Linked DNA regions of Drosophila melanogaster: all the other regions are linked to region 2. A link is a contact called in public HiChIP or PLAC-seq data. All regions are on one chromosome and are shown on one strand. Each heading gives the region's core, a stretch centred on a gene start, on an enhancer-like site or on the middle of the called end of the contact. The rest is flanking DNA. Distances are from core to core; before and after follow the strand shown. Region 1 holds the start of CG5966. Region 2 overlaps Ca-alpha1T (Ca[2+]-channel protein alpha[[1]] subunit T). Region 3 overlaps Ca-alpha1T (Ca[2+]-channel protein alpha[[1]] subunit T).

Evidence for each region. HiChIP or PLAC-seq counts read pairs in DNA pulled down with a chosen protein or histone mark.
Region 1: a CP190 HiChIP or PLAC-seq map of the Kc167 cell line shows a contact between it and region 2, with 10 times the contacts expected there. The contact joins the promoter of CG5966 here to the enhancer-like site in region 2. A contact is called at or near these places in 65 of 107 Hi-C or Micro-C datasets (the D17-c3 cell line, the Kc167 cell line, the ML-DmBG3-c2 cell line and 22 more) and 2 of 6 datasets of contacts at active chromatin or transcription factors (both in the Kc167 cell line).
Region 3: a contact with region 2 is called in a Pc HiChIP or PLAC-seq map of the Kc167 cell line, with 2.7 times the contacts expected there. The contact joins two enhancer-like sites. A contact is called at or near these places in 19 of 107 Hi-C or Micro-C datasets (the D17-c3 cell line, the Kc167 cell line, the OSC cell line and 8 more) and 1 of 6 datasets of contacts at active chromatin or transcription factors (the Kc167 cell line).

What each region holds. Positions count from the first base shown.
Region 1 is chrX:5,987,401-5,991,474 of dm6, reverse strand. It overlaps CG5966, which reads right to left and starts at 2,684. Exons shown (of 3, transcript NM_132058.3): 1 at 2,118-2,684; 2 at 90-985. The coding sequence starts at 2,235.
Region 2 is chrX:6,107,218-6,111,295 of dm6, reverse strand. Ca-alpha1T (Ca[2+]-channel protein alpha[[1]] subunit T) reads left to right here. Exons shown (of 27, transcript NM_001272338.1): 26 at 1,350-3,266; 27 at 3,335-4,078. Among named protein-coding and RNA genes, the nearest start is that of Mipp2, 18 kb to the right of the region's middle. Within about 2 kb of position 1,290, at least 24 of the 39 cell types and tissues checked have an H3K27ac peak or open chromatin away from gene starts, as enhancers often do. A contact at or near this core is called in the Kc167 cell line, the OSC cell line, the S2 cell line and 10 more, where this site is marked.
Region 3 is chrX:6,178,118-6,181,706 of dm6, reverse strand. The region is part of intron 2 of Ca-alpha1T (Ca[2+]-channel protein alpha[[1]] subunit T); the gene reads left to right. Among named protein-coding and RNA genes, the nearest start is that of Ca-alpha1T, 13 kb to the left of the region's middle. Within about 2 kb of position 1,621, at least 9 of the 39 cell types and tissues checked have an H3K27ac peak or open chromatin away from gene starts, as enhancers often do. A contact at or near this core is called in the Kc167 cell line, where this site is marked.

The DNA of each region.
Region 1 (4,074 bases), core at 1,435-3,934, 120 kb after region 2:
AGAAACAATATTACATATTTTAAGTTTGAATATTCAAAAAATCAATCAAAGAGCAATTGATTAGCAATAAAAATGCCTAGGATACCCACCTCGAAAGAATCACAGGTTATTCCAAGGAAAGGACACTGCGAGCCGATGCTTTCCGTAAAATACTGCTGACTGCGAATGTGATTGCAGCCGAGGAACTCCTGCATGGTGAGGAACAGCGTCTTCTTCTTGACCACATCCTGGAACTTCTTGTTGCAGCCGGGATTATCGAAACCACCGTTGGGAAAGAAGTCCACATGTCCCAGTCGCATATTGATGCCAAGCCCGCCTTTCATCAGGGGATTGGCATCCGTGTGCACAATGTCCACGAAGTGGGCATCCGTCTTGTCCAGCCGCACGATGGGATCGGTGTCCGTGAAGAGAGGAGCAGCCGGATCCAGACCCGTTATCCTGGCCGGTTTCAGTCCAAAGTCGTGCTGCAGGTGATAGCCGGCATAGCCGGACAGATGGGCACCCAGTGAGTGACCAATGATGTGCACATTGTCCAGATTCGGAAGACGCAACTCCTCGTACAGCATGTGCACCACATGGGCGGTGATGGCGCCCACTAGCCGGATATTGGCAACCGCCTGGACATACGGCGGACTAGCGCCACCGCCCCAATCGATGAGGACCACGGATGCCCGACCCTCGGGCTCGTGGGCCAGCAGCGCCTTGGCCATGTCCCACATCCAGGGAATTTCACCGGACTCCAGGTATCCATGGACAAGCAGGAATATCTTGCCCTTGGGATTCATTCCCATGCCTTGAACGCTTTCTGGATCATTGAGATCCAGATACTTGGGCTGATCCAATGCCCTTCGCGTGTGCAGTGTGAAATGGGGCTCGATCTCCGAAGGCTTCTGCGGATGCACATTTATCGAACGGGTCACCGTGTTCCAGGGTCCATTGATCGGAAAACAGCCATACACTCCGAAGCATTTTACCTCGTTGATGTCTGGCGAGGATTGGGGAAAATCAGTGGGTTTGTTGTGGTATGTTTGGTCTATAAATCAACAGGCGAACACCTGAACTGAGATAAGCGGGTTGGAATTTTAGCAACAAATAACCAACTATCACTAGTTTTATATATAGTTATAATTCAAAACCACTGAGGCTAAAATCTTGAAAATAATCTACTCGGGCAATTTGAATCCATGAAACTATAATAGGCATTATAAAACCATTAATCTGAACGTAACTGCCTTCTTTTAATATTCCTTTAAACTTTTGCAAAATCTCAATTAGAACTGTTGTGGTCTGGTAAAAAGCCTAACGATCCATGAAAAAACCTTAGACAATTTTCAAGATGTCAGATGCCTGTAATGTTCCATTAAGTATTTCATATGGGCCAGAAGACTTCAATTTATTTGGCCAGTGGTGCATGGATTGCCGTCTCTATTTTATCGTGGTCTTCTTTGGCTTTCCGTTTGTATCGGAAGTTTTCGATTAGATAGGCGTGTGCCGCGTCCCTCCAACAACTGAATACATATTATATATCTACATATATGTACGCACGATATGTACATATATGAAACCGCACCGGACGGAGTCGCGTCATTAGCCTTTTGGGACCCTGATTTCCAAATCAAATTGAAGCACGCCGAGTTGCCACCTGTGCCTCCATCACTCAGGTGATCGCAATCGCTGCGGGCTTCTTGAAAGAGCTTTCCCCATTTGCTAATGCGAGCAGCACTCAGCATCTTTGGATTTCGAAGCACTAAAGATCCGAAAACTGTTTGCTCAGCACACTCAGCAAAAGAAACCACTTAAGGTTGCCCCTAACTGGGCCCAAATGACACAGCTGCGGCCAAGATAATAGCTCCAATTACTCTACTCTCTTACTCTATAAAGTGGGGATATCTTGTATTTATTCTAATCTTTAACTTATTATTGAATAATAGTTCTACATATTTGTAAAAATTTCATTTCATTGAAACACTAGAAATCCCTTAGCTACTCCTATTTCGACCGCCACTGTGGCTCAAGTGGCAGATACTTTTGGGCCACTTTCGATGGACATGTTCTAGTTACGATGGGTGGTGCAATCGGTGGTAGCCAAAAGTGGGCTCGTGGCTCGAATTACTTACCACTTTTGGGAGCTGGTGGTAGGTCCACCAGGGTGTTGACTGCCGCCCGACTGGTGTGGTTGGCCAAATACAACATGGTCTGCAGCATTAGGCCGCCCGTCGTGTTGGCCACATACATCCTGCAGCTGTATCTGATTCCGATTCCGATTCCGATGCCAAATGTGATCCCTTAGATCCTGGGGATCTTGGAAATTCCCAACTTGAATCACACACTTTTTCCCAGGGCTTTAGTCAGTTCTTAACTGAACCACAATCACAAATCACTTGAACGAGTGCCACTCGAGTTGGCTATTATCTAAGGCTAGGACTGTATAGTCGAGTTACGATGGGATCGATCGATTGATCGATCGGCCTTTTGTTTGGTGCCTGGCTTTTCTTTTCTATAGTTTTAATTAAGTTGACGTTAATCTTATCGACTGTCTTTCGTCTCGAGTGTGCCGTTAGCTTGTTAGGTTAGTTGGCGGCCCTCGGTTTCTTTCGATTTTGACTATCGCCAATGACTGGGCTATATGTCGTGTATATCTCCGCCGATCTGAGTCGCTTGGAAACCGTCGCACCACTGAGCGGATCAGCTGCGCCCCACGCAATTTTTATAAAGACGTAGACGTCGCGAGAAATCGAAACCGTAACCGAAATCAGAAAGCTGCATCCGAAGCTGCAGCCGAAGCCGCCGATCGAAGATAGTGCTGACCGATCCGCCGATTTCCCGACATATACATATGCGTACAATACGTCTACCACTTCAAAGGTCAAGTGTAATAAACAGTTGGTGGAAGCCGAATATCTCGTGGAAATTACCATGAAGGCTATTCAGAAAAAAAACATACTTTAAATCTATAACCCGTTCAAGTATCACTATATATACCATTAAATGTTGATAACTACGCTCCTTTTACAGATATTATTTCTATGGAAGTTATGTCGTATTTTCGCTAGACAGCCAACACTGACCAATGAGCTTCGGCACGCGACTTACAGCAGAGAGTGTGAAAGAGAGAGAGGAAAGCAAGAGGCCCTGAGCAGCTGATAGTGCACAAGTCGAGCGTTTCGCTCAGTGTAGATGCAAAGTACACCAGCTGCTCTTTGTTGGATGCACCTTCTTGATAAGGAAGCCGATCCGCTCTGCCGACGACAACAAAGTGACCGCCATGAATGCGTTGAGCAATCTCTTACAGGAAGAGGGCGGCACAAGGGAGGATCTTATGATGGGTCAGAAATAGAGGATGGGGAACAGCCCCCTTGGGCAATCAGCAGCTGTTCTCGACAACCCATTCGGCACGGCGAGAAAAAATATACTTATTTGTATAAACTACCCATAACGATCCTAACGATTTGAACCATGTTTTTAAGGATATTCCATTATTATTGGCAATATATATCTTTAAATTTTAAAAGATTGTTATTTTAGCTTACTTTAAAAGTAGTTATATATCTAAAGATCAATATATTTGTAGAATATCTTTAAGCATGACGAACCTAGTTTTTTGCTAGCTTATTAATAGAAGAAAATTGTTTTGTGTGTAACATGCCAAGTGAATTTCTATGAAAACTGTGTCAATCGACGGGCCCCTGCCACGCCCTTGTCCCTCAGCCCACCGCCACTGACAGGTGGTGGTGTCAATGTCTGGTTAGCACTAAATATATTTGCATATGTATATTATGTTCCCCATTGGCACACGTTATCAGCGGCCAGTAATTTTCGCAGAATCCCGCCGTTTCGCTTTCGAGGCGTCCAAAGTCCGGAGAAGGTGTTTACGAGTCGGGTTTTCGATCGCTTGACACTCCACCAGGATCTCGAATATTGCCCATTGACGTCAAAGAGGCGGCCTTTCAAAAGCGTTATCACGACCTAAAGTCTGTCTGCTTTATTCTTGTTTTTGTTTACGACTTTTCTCGAAAACACAACAGAATACCCTGGAAAAATGCGAAGCTTTTAATACGATCTATACTTAGATAT
Region 2 (4,078 bases), core at 41-2,540:
CTCTGTCTTTTTATGTGCTCTTCTTTTTCTTGCGCACACCCACACACTTTTACACACACTCACACACACCTGCAAACCTAAAAACATATACACATACATGATCCAAAATTCTTCAATGAAACATAATCTGAAAACTTTTCAATTTTGAGTTCATCTTCTACTTACACACATCTCGTGTCTACCTCTATATAAAACATTGTGTATATAATATACTTATATATATGTATATATATTGTATATCTCTATGAAAACTTCAGGTAAATTTCCGCTGTTATGCGTTAATCAGCAAAAAAATCCAATTTGTTTTCACCATTTAGTATGTGTGTGTAGACCCCACTTCCCGAAATATAACTTTTAAAAGTATTCCCCCGAAAAAAAAAAAAAACCAAAGAAAACTAAAATTCCAGTAATCTGTTGACTCGCCTTCATTGAGTTTCGTATTGTATATACTTGTTACCTTACCTTACCTTTCGACAAACTCCAAGTGATAGGGTTATGACACTTGAAATGAAAGGACCTCTAAGGGTTTATCATTTCAATAACAAAAACGCTCTCTAAATCTTTTTCTCCGCTTTCGGATTTCTTCGAGTTACCTAGTTACCATTAAGTTAATTCATGTGGTCAGTAGTTGTGTCAGTTGGTAGTGTCATACCCCTATTTCAAATAAAGCCACCATTTGAGCTGTTCTCCACTTTCATTCCACTCCAATCGAAACGAAACAAAACGAACGACATCTCCATCTAGCTATAATTATAATTGCAAACGCCTCATCTCGTTGTATTATTACAAATTATTATTAAACCCATCCCCATCGCCTTGCTTTGTTGTTCAAGCAGTGTTGGCATTTATATATATATTATTTTTGGGGCATAACTGCCCCGATTTGTGTGACATTTTCCAAGATAATTCCATTAGTTACAGCACACCAGTGGTTTTACTTTTAAACTTAAACAACTTAAAAAATTGCATAACATTCAACTAAAAAAAAGTAATAATTTAACTTGGAAATTATTAAAATGCACTATTCATTAGGTTGCTTCTTATATTATATTTTAATAAAGTGTAAGTTTTAACTGTGGTTATAACACTGGTGTGCTTTGTTGCTATATCCTTATTTGTTGGCTTCATCCTGAGTAAATATTGTATGTATATTCTACATGGTTTTCATGCTTTTACTACATGTGTGGCGCCACCTGGCGTCCGCTGGCTGAAGCCAGCGAAGCAAGCAGTGTCTCGCGAGAGACGCCGCCGATAAACAAGTATAGCCGATGCACCAACCACAACCACTCTTCTCTTCTCGTCCTTTTCCGTTTGTTCTGTTCTCGCCCCGGAAACAAATGTCCTTGCAGGTGTTTCGACTACTCCGATCCTTGCGGCCGCTGCGGGTGATCAACCGAGCCCCGGGTCTGAAACTAGTCGTGCAAACGCTCTTATCGTCCCTGCGTCCCATCGGCAACATCGTGCTGATCTGCTGCACCTTCTTCATCATCTTCGGCATCCTGGGCGTTCAGCTCTTCAAGGGCACCTTCTACTACTGCGAGGGAGAGAACATCAAGGGCGTGCGGAATGCGGACGAGTGCCGCAGGATTCCTGGCAACGTTTGGACCAACCGCAAGTACAACTTCGACGATCTGGGCAAGGCCCTGATGTCTTTATTCGTCCTGAGTTCCCGCGACGGCTGGGTAAACATCATGTACACCGGCCTGGATGCGGTGGGCGTCGACCAGCAGCCCATCGTTAACTATAACGAGTGGCGTCTCCTGTACTTCATCGCCTTCATCCTGTTGGTGGGCTTCTTCGTGCTGAACATGTTCGTCGGCGTGGTGGTGGAGAACTTCCATCGTTGTCGTGAGGAGCAGGAGAAGGAGGAGAAGATCCGGCGGGCGGCGAAGAGGGCTCTGCAGATGGAGAAGAAGCGCCGCCGGATGCACGAGCCACCTTACTACACCAACTACTCACCCACCCGGATGTTCGTTCACAATGTGGTGACCTCCAAGTACTTTGATTTAGCCATTGCTGCCGTCATCGGCCTGAACGTGGTCACCATGGCCATGGAGTACTACAAGATGCCATCTGGACTCAAGTATGCACTGAAGATCTTCAATTACTTTTTTACGGCGGTCTTCATACTGGAGGCCAATATGAAGTTGGTCGCTCTGGGCTGGAAGCTGTATCTCAAGGACCGCTGGAACCAGCTAGACGTGGGCATTGTCCTGCTCTCGATTGTGGGCATTGTACTGGAGGAGCTGGAGACGAACACGCACCAGATTATACCCATCAATCCGACGATTATACGGGTGATGAGGGTACTGCGGATTGCCAGAGTGCTGAAACTCCTGAAGATGGCCAATGGCATAAGGGCCCTCCTGGACACCGTGATGCAGGCCCTGCCCCAGGTGGGCAACCTGGGACTACTGTTTTTCCTGCTATTCTTCATATTCGCGGCATTGGGCGTGGAGCTTTTCGGGCGACTCGAGTGCTCCGACGAGATTCCCTGTCAGGGATTGGGCGAGCACGCGCACTTCGCCAACTTTGGCATGGCTTTCCTCACATTGTTTCGCGTAGCGACTGGCGACAATTGGAACGGCATCATGAAGGATACGCTGAGGGATAATTGCGATGACGCGGCCGATTGCGTGCGCAATTGCTGCGTCAGCTCGGTTATTGCTCCCATATTCTTTGTGATATTCGTGCTAATGGCGCAATTCGTTTTAGTGAACGTCGTCGTGGCTGTACTGATGAAACACCTCGAGGAGAGCCACAAGCAAATGGAGGACGAGCTCGATATGGAGGTGGAGCTCGAGCGCGAGCTGGTGCGCGAGCAGGAGTTCGCCCAGGAGCAAAAGCTGTGCCAGCAGCTGGCGGAGGCGCAATCAAAGGCGGCCGCTCCCCCGCGCCCCCTCGCCAAGGTCAAGTCGCTGCCAAAGAACTTCATCTACAGCACACCATCGCTGGACAAGAAATTCCCAGCGGTTTCGGGCGTCAACAATCCCAGCCTGACCAGCTCGGCGGCCACCAATCTCAATCAGGTGGCGACGGCGGGAAGTGGGGGTGCGGCACCGGGAGCGGTACCGGCCGGATCGGGAGCTGGACCACGAAGGCAGACCGTCCAGTACTTCCAGCAGCCACCACAGTCCATGCTCGGCGGCCTGAGTCTGGCCGAGATGGGCGGCACGCTGACGCCTCAGGCACTCGGTGCCCGATTGGGCGAACCCTTCGGCGGCGGAGGAGGAAACAAATCTGGGCCACGACGCCAATCCTACTGGGTAATTTGAAAAGTTCATTCATCCAAAATTGCATTTAATTTAATTTTTTGTTTGTTTCATAATAACAGCAAATTAATCCAATCCGTAAGCGCGGCGTGCTGTCCAAGGAGCGCTCACTGGACGAGCAGGCCATCCGTCGACGGAATCTGGAGGCCAAGCGCACCAGCTGCGACTCGCTCCCATGGGGCGGAGATGCCCTCGACTGCCGTAGGGGCACGATCTTCGAGAGCCTCGAGTCCGATGGGGGAGGAGTAGGGGGTGGTGGTAGTGGCGGCGGTGGTGGTGGACTAGGAGGAGGAGTTTCCTACGATTTACGGAGTGTACGCAGCGCGGATGTCGGCCATTCGGAGATGGATGGGGATGTGTCCCTGTCGGTGGTCAGTGCGCTGGTGCCCTCCGTAACGACGCCACTGCCCCCACCCCTGTCCTTGCCCATTGTCACGCCCACGTCGACGCCCACGCCCCTGCAATTGCCAATGCCAATGCCCATGCCGATGGCACATCCTCCACCACGGAGACCCTTTGGATGGTCGCAGTCTGTGGACCAAGGATGTCTGCGGAGCAACCTGCTCCTCTCCGTTCCCAGATCCATGCCGCCGCGCAGTCGCAGTGGCAGCACCAAGCAGCTGTTCAAACAACAGGCCCTGGACGAGGATGCCGACATGGATGAGAACTCGCTGCTCCTTCCAACAGCAGCTGGAGGTGGCTCTGGACCCGGATCGGTGGCAGTCATAGCCTCGAGTTCGCTGGACCTGCCAGATCAAAGCGGCAGCTCCAAGCAGATCCTTCCAGACATCGCACTGGGGGTCAGT
Region 3 (3,589 bases), core at 372-2,871, 70 kb before region 2:
GGCCGCCGCAAATCCACCGCCATGAGTCCAGTAATTGAGGAGATGGGCCTAGGGATGCCGGATTACAACGGGCTCTCAATCCCCCGAATCACCGGGATGAGATGCAAACAGTTGGATTTAGGGATAGGGATGGGTGGTAAATGAGAGGGTGGCCAACGAAGCCCAAGGAGGTGGGAAGCAAACACCAAATGTTAGGGGTGGTGGCCGAGGCAAATAGGTTGGATGGATTATTTGGATGGGCTGGATAAGGAAGCTTACGGGCTGAGTATCAAAACAAAGACGGAAAAGGCTATTAAATAAAAGACAAAGGCACATAAACCTTAAACTTGAAAATATCCCTGCCTTTTTGGGCAGAGGCTTGACGAAATGGTTTCTTATATGCGTTATCTAAGGATACACTTATTTTGTATTATGTACACACCTTTTTCATCAATCAATTACTGTTGATTTTCCCTTTACAAGGAGCTTGTCAACCAGTTGGCTTCCCGCAGATTACATGCAGTTCATTGCACTATCGCCATCTCATTGCTTTTCGAAATGAACCGCCTTTATTTTCCTTATTTTTTTTTTTCGCAGTGCCAAGTCCCTGGGAAAATTGCATTTGTCGTCGGCCACGGCAAACAGTTCCATTCAGACTTTCATTTTGGCTGGCTGGCTCCGTGTGCTGTGTCCTGTGTCCTGCGCTCAAGTATGCCATGGGCTTCCGGCATTTGGCACTCGTTTCTAGACTTGCATCAACTTCCGTTCCGTTTCGGAACCGCCCCCTTTTCCACCCAACACCCACTTTTCCAGTGGACATGCCGGCAATTTACGCGAATTTCCGCTTGACGGAAATGCACAAAGTGAAAGCAGCCAAGGCAAACGAGAGCAAAAAGCAAAAAAGCAAAACAACGACAACGACAACTTGAGCCTGTCATCACATGGGCAACAGTTTGTTGGTTGGGGATGGATCGCCCCGCTCTCAGTTTTCACCTTTCACCGTTCAACGTTCAACGTTCACCTTTCACCTTTCTGCCGGCCATTTCTATCCGTTGTTTGCAATTGGTTTATTCTATTAGATTCACTCGGGGAATCGGGGCCATATCGATAAGGCAAATTGAGTCAGTCGCTGCACTCTCTCAATGGGAATGGCTGAACAGTCGTGATGGAGTGGAAATCCTTGAGGGATTGCAGCCAAAAAAGGAATGGAAATGGCTCAATTTGTTGCAAATCGGAAAATAGATACATGTGCAGCTCGCTGAAATTGATTTGGTGTGGATCAATTTGTGGGCAAATCCTCGTCGAGTGGTGTCGCCCCGAAATTGATTTGAATTTCATTACTTGCTAAAATATTGCTATTTTTCTCTGCTTTATTTATCTAATTGAAACGGCACGTATAAATTTAGATTTTTCCCAAACACTAATACCTGTCGCTTAACAGCTTTGTTAACTAAGTCATTTGATGGTCTTATCCCTGCATTAATAGAGAAGAAGTAAACTCCCATTCAAATGGGGAATACCACATAACAGGCAATCAATTATTTGCACATTATGCTTAGAGTACATATATGTGTATGTGTGTGTATGTGTATGCCGTTGGTAAACGCCTTTTGTGTGTTGAGTTGACCGCTTATTAGCGTTCAGCTGGTAAGTATGCTACGCAAATTGGCCAAGTGGCGCCGCACGTGAGGTCAGAAGGTCCAGTTCCACCAGGTGGCTGGCCAAAATGGGTGGTTGCTCAAATTATTCGCGGCTAATGAGAGTGTTGCGCCATCCAATTCCGCTCCGCGAACCGCTAAAAATAAACTCAGTCGGTGGGGAAACAAAACTATCCGAAAGTAATCCGCTGAAGTAGTTTCTCCCTTTTCCCCCCCCATAAACAGCAAAAAAAGTGGAAGGTAGCGGGGATGGGGGGGAGCTGAATAAGGGAAAGAACTGCCAAGATTAGTTTCACAGCTTACAGCAATTTGTTGTGACTACAACAGCAGCGGGAGCAGCAACAGAAAGTTGCTCATATTGCGATAGAAAGGGTGCACTGAGAGAAAAGAAACACAGCGTATTAGTTATGTTAGTTGGCAGCAAAAAAAAAACATTGAAATCTTTAAATTGTATCTCTCTTCTCGTCCTTGGTTAGCTAAGGGATTTGAAGTTTTTATTGCAAGACACTCATGTTTGTTTCTTTCAGTGCATATACTTGCTCTCTAAAAGGCAGAAAAGTAGAAACGAAGCCAAAGCCGAAAGCCAAAAGCAGCAAACGTCGTCGTCAACATTTGGCTTAGCTGAGTTTCTGTCGCAGCGACTGGCGGGGGGGTCGTGGCAGGAAGGCGGATAGGCGGAGGGCGTGGCAGGGGCACGGGACTGGCAACTACTGTAACAGTAATACTTTAAGCCTTTACGCAGACGACAAGCAGCAGGAGAGCTTTCTGTTCTGTTCTGTTCTGTTCTGTTCTCGGTAACGCGACCACAGTGGCAACCGCAAAATGCAATGATCCCCGCGCACAGTGGTTCAAAGTTCATTATGCAGGGGAGTGCACCAAGTTAAGCAGTGGCCAAAAACCATACAGTTTATTAACAGTGGGCTTTGCGGGGATTTGGCAACCACAATTTGCGTGTGCCCGGGGGTTTATTAAATCATTTGAAAAGTGAGCTCACAAGGCTTGACTACACACTTATCATTATGTTGAGAGAATAGTATAGTATGTAAATATATATATAGTAGCATATGTGCCATAGTATAAGACCACATATACTTACACACACACACACATACATAACCACATAGGAACAGCCATACACAAAATCATAGAATGCCTTAGGATATAAGTCATAAAATCATGTATCCAATAAGAACCCAAATTCTGGTGACAATAACAAATCCAGCCTACCCTAATGTAAACATTAACATCCGCTGCCGAATCAGTTATTCCCACCAAAGGGTCAAAACCGCTTACGCAGCTCAAGTTCTCGGCTGATCAGTACCCATGAGTGATCCACTCAAGAAGGCACCCAATCCAACAGACATAAACATCCGCAGCCGCATTCGCGACTCCCACCAGAGGGTCAAAACTGCTAACACAGCTTTAAGGGTCAAAACTTTCCACGTAGCTCAAACTCGGCTGATCTATATCCATGCGCAATCCACTCAAGAGAGCGCCTAATTAACGTAAACATAAATGAGAGCCTATGTACGCTCAATATGAAGAAGTAAATAAGCTCAGCCAAGGGTTTGCTAAGCGTTCGCTTTGCAAATTAGATTTAGATTTTATTCATACTTCAATTGTGTAAGACGTGAATTTGTCTCCGACATTCGCTTAAGTTTTTGATCAATAAAAATACTTTTTTTTATAAACCAACAAACCGCGAAGTTGTAATTGGCGCAGCCGGTAGGATCCGCGTGTGAACATAATCTCTTAGAGCTAATAGATTAGTTCGAGATTAATAAAGCGCAACTCGTGACGAACAAAGTTTCGCTTGTGCTTCAGTTCATACAAAGCAGATCCGCAAAAGAACTTATGTGACAAAATATTTGTGAACAGTTATCTAACTCTCGATGTTGGATACTATTAATACAAATATAAATTAAAAAACTGCAAGTGACCATTAAAGTGTG